Linked DNA regions of Sus scrofa: region 1 is linked to region 2. Evidence: chromatin contacts called from public Hi-C data. All regions are on one chromosome and are shown on one strand. Each heading gives the region's core, a stretch centred on a gene start, on an enhancer-like site or on the middle of the called end of the contact. The rest is flanking DNA. Distances are from core to core; before and after follow the strand shown.

Region 1 (3,628 bases), core at 831-3,330, 35 kb after region 2:
ACAACTTGCAAAAAATGTGTTAAAGTACATCGCCCCCTAAAAAAGTGATTGGAGACTTAATCTCACTTAACTGTTGATAAGAGCAAGAATTGGTTTCATCAAAATCTAAATATGAGACCTTAAATATTTTCTAGTTTGGCAGAAGCCAACAGTGTTTCAATGCTGCAAATGTGTGGAGTGAAAACATGAGAGTAATTACAAAGGTATAAGGTGAACTGGGTAAATGTACTCAGGGAGCCAGGACCAGGAAAAAAGAAACAGGAAGAAAAATCTAAGGGAACATAGAGACTCGGGAGAAAGAAAAAAAACAAAAAAAAAAACAACCGTGTAACAGAAAGGAGAGAACAGAATAAGGAAATCCAAAATGTTAAATACTTCTGGCAATTGTCCTCCTGGATAAGGGTTTCAATAAATGTACAGCCTTTCAGAAAATATCCAGAAAAGAAACAGGCTGAATTCAATAGTGATGAGGGTGGGTGGAGCTATTTTTCTTATCCAACTGATTATACATTAAAAAAAAAAAAAAAAAAAGTATAGCTAAAGGAGAGCCTAATGAGTGAGGGAGGTGAGGCCTAGAGACCAATTAAGTGGCTCCATAACAGCCTCATACTAGTGAGGACACAGAAACTGGGCTCCAATCTAGCCTAAGAAAGGGAATTTGTTAGCTCATGTAACTAAACTATGGAAAGGATTGAATGATCCAGAAACTCAAAGGAAATCAGACAGTCTTCCTTCATTTCTTTTTCTGGTGTTTCTCTCTCAATTTTCTTCCTTGGGGTACAGAACTTGGACACCAAGGGCCTTGGGTTTACATCCTTAAAGCTCCATGATCCAAGGGTTAAAAACAAACCAACAAACAGAGACCCAGACCCTCTACCTGGCCAAAAGATCCATCAGTATATTCTAAAATCACTAAGTGAAAGATGTACAGGGAAACTTTATAATGGAGGGGTCAGGCTGCTGACCTCGCCTGAACCCACTGGTTCAGCCAGATATTACCTGCATTGAGATGCCATAGAAAGTATACGCCTTAACCAAAAATAAAAAAAATTGAGAAGGGTCTAATTATACTTTACATTTAACTATAAATTTTCAAGAAACATGGTGGATAGAGAAACGAGATCATCAGTCATAAATGAGCCAAAAGCAAGAATCGTGACGTTCCCCGGTGCAAATATCTGGTTTCCCCAATAAATCAATAGCATAAAGAGAAAGAGGGTGGGGAGGGAGGCGTTAAGGGAATTGAGACTTAAGAGGCTCAGCAACCAAATACAATGTGGAAAGACAGAACCTTGACTGTGAGGGAGGTGGGGTTTAGAGACCTCCATTAAGTGGCTTTCTAAGAGCCTCATAGCAGTGAAGACACAAACCAGTCTAGATCTCTATAACAAACCAACAATAAAAGGCATCTTTCAAACAATCAAGGAAATTTGAACGTGATAGGTTCCTAGGGTGTTGGCAGATGTGACTCTTGCGATTGAGCAACACTGGACAAGAACGAAAGAAAAGCGGCTGACCAGGGATGACTTATTTCCTGCTAACGTCAATCCCTGTCCTTGACAGAATGGTTGCATTCACTCATTTGACTTCAACTAAGTCAAGTCTGAAATAAAGTCCTTTGCCACATCCCCGCCCCTTCTTCCTGCCACCAGGCCTTTATAAGCCGAAAGCCTCACGGTCGCTGCTGAGGCCATCCTGAGCTCAGCCCATACGTTTCAGAAGCCTCTCTTGCTTTACTTACTTGGCTGTATGCAGTTCCTCCCTCCGCAAACCTTACAGAGCCTTACAGAACCCACAGAGTGCATATTATGGAATATTCAAGAATTACCTTAACTTTTCTAGATGTGTAATGGCTGGGTGATTACTTTTTTTTCCCCCAAATTCTCATCAAAGGAAGTTTAAGTGAGAAACGAAGTGAGTGAGGCGGCCCGCTTTATACCGCTGCCGCCTCGCCGACAGACAGCTCGCGCTCCGCTCGCTCGCCCGATCCTCGAGGGCGCAGAGCCCAGAGCCGTCAGCCGCGCTCGCCGCACCCAGCATGCTCCGCGGACCGAGCGCCTCAGCAGGAGGACCCACCGCCCGCACCTAGAGCCCCGGACGCGGCCCTTTACCCAAGGTGCCTCGGGCGCTCATTTGCATGGCCCACAGACATGTGAAGCCGACAGATCGCCGCGGTCTAGCGATCGTGGCACCAAACGTGCGAGCTTCGTGAGTGGGTCCGCGACGTCAAATATCTCTAAATGTCCCGCGGTCGCCGGGAAGAGGCGCAGCTTGGTCACCGTAAGTGTGATAGCAGAGATATCGCCGTGCCTTATATAGCCTGTGGACAGAGGCTGAATCGTGCTCGCTTCGGCAGCACATATACTAAAATTGGAACGATACAGAGAAGATTAGCATGGCCCCTGCGCAAGGATGACACGCAAATTCGTGAAGCGTTCCATATTTTGCGCGGTCTAAACAGCCTTAGCCTTTTGAAAGCTCCAAAAGCACGTCTGGCACTCAGTCCTGAAATTGTGATTTATTTTCAGTATAAAAGTGTTCGTATAATGCAATCTATGAAATGAGAATGAAGCTGAGTTACATCTGGAAATTAATGTCCAAAGGAAACACCGTGAGTCAAAAGCAAAACGTCTGGCACTCAATACTGAAATTGTGATTTATTTTCACTATAAAAATATTCATATGAGGCAATTTATTAAATGAGAATGAAGCTGAGTTGCACATGGAAATTTATGTCCAAATATGCCTTCTTTTCACATCTCGGAAATGAGGGAAATATCAACTTGCATCCCTTTCATAGAACTTAAAAGTTCTGAAATCGACTTATTCATGGTCTTATCTCCTCCAACCATACAAAAGCAAGAGACCCAAGTGGGTTCGCCTCTTGTTCAAGACTGCCTGACATGAATTACTGGATGAGTCCTCAACAAATCATTTCTAAATTATTAAATTACTGAATTATCGCTAAGTTACTGAATCCTGCTAAAGGAAGTAAAGAACATTAGCGCACATTTCTGGGACCTACTTTGTTACATTCCTTGGTCGTGTTGGACTAGAGTGCGTAAATTCTCGCTCAGATTGTGAGCTGGACCAAAGCAGCGACTGTTATCGGATCAGATCAACGCTGGCCAGTGCATGTGGATCCTAGAGCTCCAGATTCAGTTAAAAACTGACGCAGCAAGCTCATTCGTATCTGCTTTCCGTAGTCTGAGACAGATCTTGTGGGCCTGTTCTTATTTGGCTTCTAAGGGGCACTCAAAATGCCTCTTTACCTAAATCGGGTGGATTCCGTCACAGGAAATTTGAAAGTTCATTACCCAAACCAAAAGCAGATTTTTTTAACCAATGAAAACAAGCATTCGACTACAGACACTACGATTACCCAAGTAACTTATAGAAACATGACCGGTGGGCCATGGAAATGCCAGGGTAGCAGTCGAGCTAGACTGCGGTGGAAGAGTCTCGCCAGAGTCCTCAAGGCGCAAAAGGAGAGCAGGTCTCTTAAACTAATCTCAAAACCCCACCTCTCCCCAGCAAAGGGGGCAGGGCGCAAAATATGGAACGCTTCACGAATTTGCGTGTCATCCTTGCGCAGGGGCCATGCTAATCTTCTCTGTATCGTTCCAAT
Region 2 (3,568 bases), core at 160-2,659:
AAAGGGAAACAGGGAAGTAATTCTTCATCTATGACTCTGTTCCCCAAATTGTTTAATAGGGGCATTATTACTATAGCCATTTGCTTAAAAAGACAAATGAGATGACAGATGTGAACCCCAATGGGAAAAAAACATAAGATAGTATCATTAACAGACGGCTAAAACCTGAGGAAACTAGGACATGGCTTTGACGTTTGATTGCGCCCTTTGGGGAGTATTATTCCTGAACGCTAACTTTCTGCTTTCTAGTTCTCCTACTATATAGGAAAATTCACATTTTCAATTGCTGTTGAGTTACATACTGAGATTGTAAGATTCAGGTAATGTTGAAATCTCATAAGCTCTTTCGGATAAGAAAAAAAATACAAACAAAAATCGACCAGGTGATAAAAAATGAATCTATCATATGTCCAGATGTTGCTAAGTTAACAAGCAAACCATAGTAAATTTTGATCGAGTGACCTAATTCTATCAGAAATAAGACCTCTTTCCTTTTCACCACACCTTGGGAGGGGGTGGAAGGGCAGGGGAGGGGGTTGATTCAGATTCAAGAGCTAACAGTCCTGCAGCGTTTTGGTTTTGGTAAAGAATTTTTTTTTCTACAGTTTACTGCCTTTTCTTGAAAATAATATACACAAAGTTCTAAATATTTACCAGATGATACAGATCAGCCAGGGTTTTCAGCCAAGTTTCAAACGTTTTATGAAATCACTTCTTGGACATGTTTCTAACAATCTGGCCCATGAAAATTTAACTAGGGAGGACTTTTCCACCTTCTTCACATGGCCTTTAGGTCATAAGCCTCTGTGTGTGTCCCTATGAAATTCATACCCTGCAATCCTGAGTTTTCTTGCTCATTCAGAAGCAGTGGTTATCAACAGATAAATATACAAAAAAAAAGTTTATTCTCTGGGAACATCTATTTCCAATGAAGACACCATGTGCTCTGGCTTCAGTACAAACCTATTTTCCCAGCTTCCACCTACTCAGATCTCAACTATCTGCCCTCTTAGCTAAATATCTTCTCAAAAATAAACCTCAATTCAGGTTTTCCATGCCAGCAATTTTCAATTCAGGTTCCACTGAGCCAGGTACCAAAGCTGTCTCAATCAGAGTAGCCCCACTTGTATTTTTTTCTTTACTCTTTATAATTTTATTTGAATTAAGGCTTTAAAATATTTGGGGGAAAAATCATGCTCTTCTGTAAGTACAACCCTCAATAAAGAAGAAAATAAGTTTCATGACTTCAATTACTACAACCTTTTAACTAATCATAGATATCAAAATGTTTCAAAAGTATTCTAAGCCTCTGAGAAACTTTCAGAAGAAACAAGGAGGCTGGGCCTTCACATCCTGTCAAGTTGCCTTGAGGATCTGGCTGCCAAAAATCTAAGTCTTCCCCTGGGAGTCCCACAGACACATCCTGCCGGGAAGGTCACATTCCATCAAGAACTCCAGAGGAAGAAAATGATCCAAAGGGGTGTGAAACCAGGCCAAGCGTGTACTACAGACAAAAACCCATCTCTTAAAGCAGCGACCCAGTTAGGAGACATTATCCTCATTCTACCACACTATTATTTTTGTGTTTCTATGTGGGTCACAGCACAGAAAAATCTATGGAGAATTTGCTAGGGAAAATGTGGAAGTTACAATGGAGGATCATTGACCCTAGTTCTCTACTGAATTGTCACATGAAGGAAAAGGTGACACCATAGGGAGTAAGTAGCAAACCACATTTGTTTTTAAAGAATTAGAAAACTGACTCACAGCTGCTAACTTTGACTTTTGCCATGCAAATATACATTTAACATGATAACTCTCCTCTCTTACCATCATTTTGTAAAAGGACATTTTAACACCAAAAAGTAAGGAGATTATGATCTCAGAGAAAAGAGGTATATCTTGCCTGAATAGATCAGTTGGCCCTCTTATACTAGAGCACAAGGAAGGGAGCCACCCTGCCCCTTACTTGAACTGAATGTTTTGTTTTGTTTCCACTTTAAACCAGTAAAAAGTACACCAAGGCAATCCCAATCAACAAACTGTGTACCCAGAATAATGAGGCCATAGGATACTGTGGTGCAGGCTCCCAAAGCAGCGTGGACCTGAGCTCAGCAGACTGGTAGGGCAATCCCTGTGAGATGACTCTAGCTGTGAGCCAAGGTGCCCCAACAGAAAACCCAGTGCATCCTGGCATCTTATAAGCTTTGCTGTGTACTCTGCCCAGCCCTGGGAGAGGGATGGAGGGGCCAGGAGTGCACACCCTCTTCCACACTGCAGTCAGCTTTCCAAGCTTGGTAATCCTTTTCCAGCAGATGGCAGAACACACACATAGAAAACTGCAAAGCCACCCAAGGTTTCTGCCTCTGGGTTGGTCCTGGGTACGATTTCTTTGAAAGTCTTGAGAGAAGAAATTTTGCAAATAAAAAGTCCCACACACATTCCACCCCAGCCGTGTTTACACAGTACTTAAGTCCTCACAGAGAGGCTGAAACTCTCTGCAAAGGGAAAGAGTGCAGGGTAAAGAAAGCCTGACCAATAAACTATAAAGATCAGGATCAACATCACAGAGCTGTTAGAGAGCCTAGCAAGGAACTCAGGCATTTTTAAAATTCTAAACCCAATCAAAGCTTTCATTAATCTCCATCACATCTGCTTATAAAGGTATAGTTATGAACTGTCTTTGCTAAAAAAGCCCAAGGATTTTACATTGCCTTTTTCCAAGGAGAAAAGTCACATAGTGTCCAAAGTTACTACGGATAATGGGGTCAGAACAGCCAAGAAAACTAATCTTTGTGTCTCTACTGAAGAGTGTTTTCACAAAAGCAAAATCATGTTTCAAGCTGAAAAAGTATTTCCTAAAATAAATTCTAATTGAATATTTCAGGCACAATAGTAACTAAGTAGGTCACTTGCTCTCCAGGATTCAAAGAATATTGGCTGTGGTACTCCATTTCCATCCTGAACAGGAGAGTTAAAGAGAAACACTCGACACAACCAGAAAATCCTTACCACAAAGCTCTTTATAGCAACAAGCTGCAGCTCAGGGATAGGATCTACAACCATGAGTTTGTACCATGAGTTTTGTAGGTAATTTTCAAAACTCCTTTGAACTCTCAAAAGTACCGGTAATTGAGCGTCCAAAAAAAGTCTGCAACAATCGTATCTGTTCTACCACCCTGCCTTCTTTAGAAATTGGACCCAGGAATATATGCTCTAGAAACATTTTTTAAATAGCCCAGACTTGACTGCCAAATCATGCTCCTTCTCCAGGCTCTCCTCCTTTGTTTTCAGAGTCTAATCTGGTTCTGCCCTCCTCCCCAAACAAGTATCCAGGTTCCTGGGGATGCTCCGTGCCCTGTTCTTTCCTGAATGCTATTTGCCATGCAAAACAGAACGGTAGAGCTAGAAAGGATCTGACAGAGGAACTAATATAGCTGCTTCCGCTGATGAGGAAACCCTGGCTTTACCTCAGGTCACAACTTGCCGGTGCCAGAGTTATCCCCATTCCTCCAGGTCTTATCAGGTTGTTCATTTCACCAGACAGTAAGTGTGGGGCCAAAGTATC

The links. Hi-C and Micro-C count contacts between places; a contact is called where the count stands out from the background.
Region 1: a Hi-C map of subcutaneous adipose tissue shows a contact between it and region 2, with 1.6 times the contacts expected there. The contact joins the promoter of AKAP6 here to the enhancer-like site in region 2. A contact is called at or near these places in 11 of 47 Hi-C or Micro-C datasets (brain, embryonic fibroblasts, epiblast stem cells and 5 more) and 2 of 2 datasets of contacts at active chromatin or transcription factors (alveolar macrophages and skeletal muscle).

The regions. Positions count from the first base shown.
Region 1 is chr7:67,460,067-67,463,694 of Sscrofa11.1, forward strand. It overlaps AKAP6 (A-kinase anchor protein 6), which reads right to left and starts at 2,081. Exons shown (of 16, transcript XM_021099874.1): 1 at 1,829-2,081.
Region 2 is chr7:67,426,207-67,429,774 of Sscrofa11.1, forward strand. All of the region lies in intron 1 of AKAP6 (A-kinase anchor protein 6), which reads right to left. Among named protein-coding and RNA genes, the nearest start is that of AKAP6, 34 kb to the right of the region's middle. Within about 2 kb of position 1,410, at least 27 of the 83 cell types and tissues checked have an H3K27ac peak or open chromatin away from gene starts, as enhancers often do. A contact at or near this core is called in fetal skeletal muscle, retroperitoneal adipose tissue and subcutaneous adipose tissue, where this site is marked.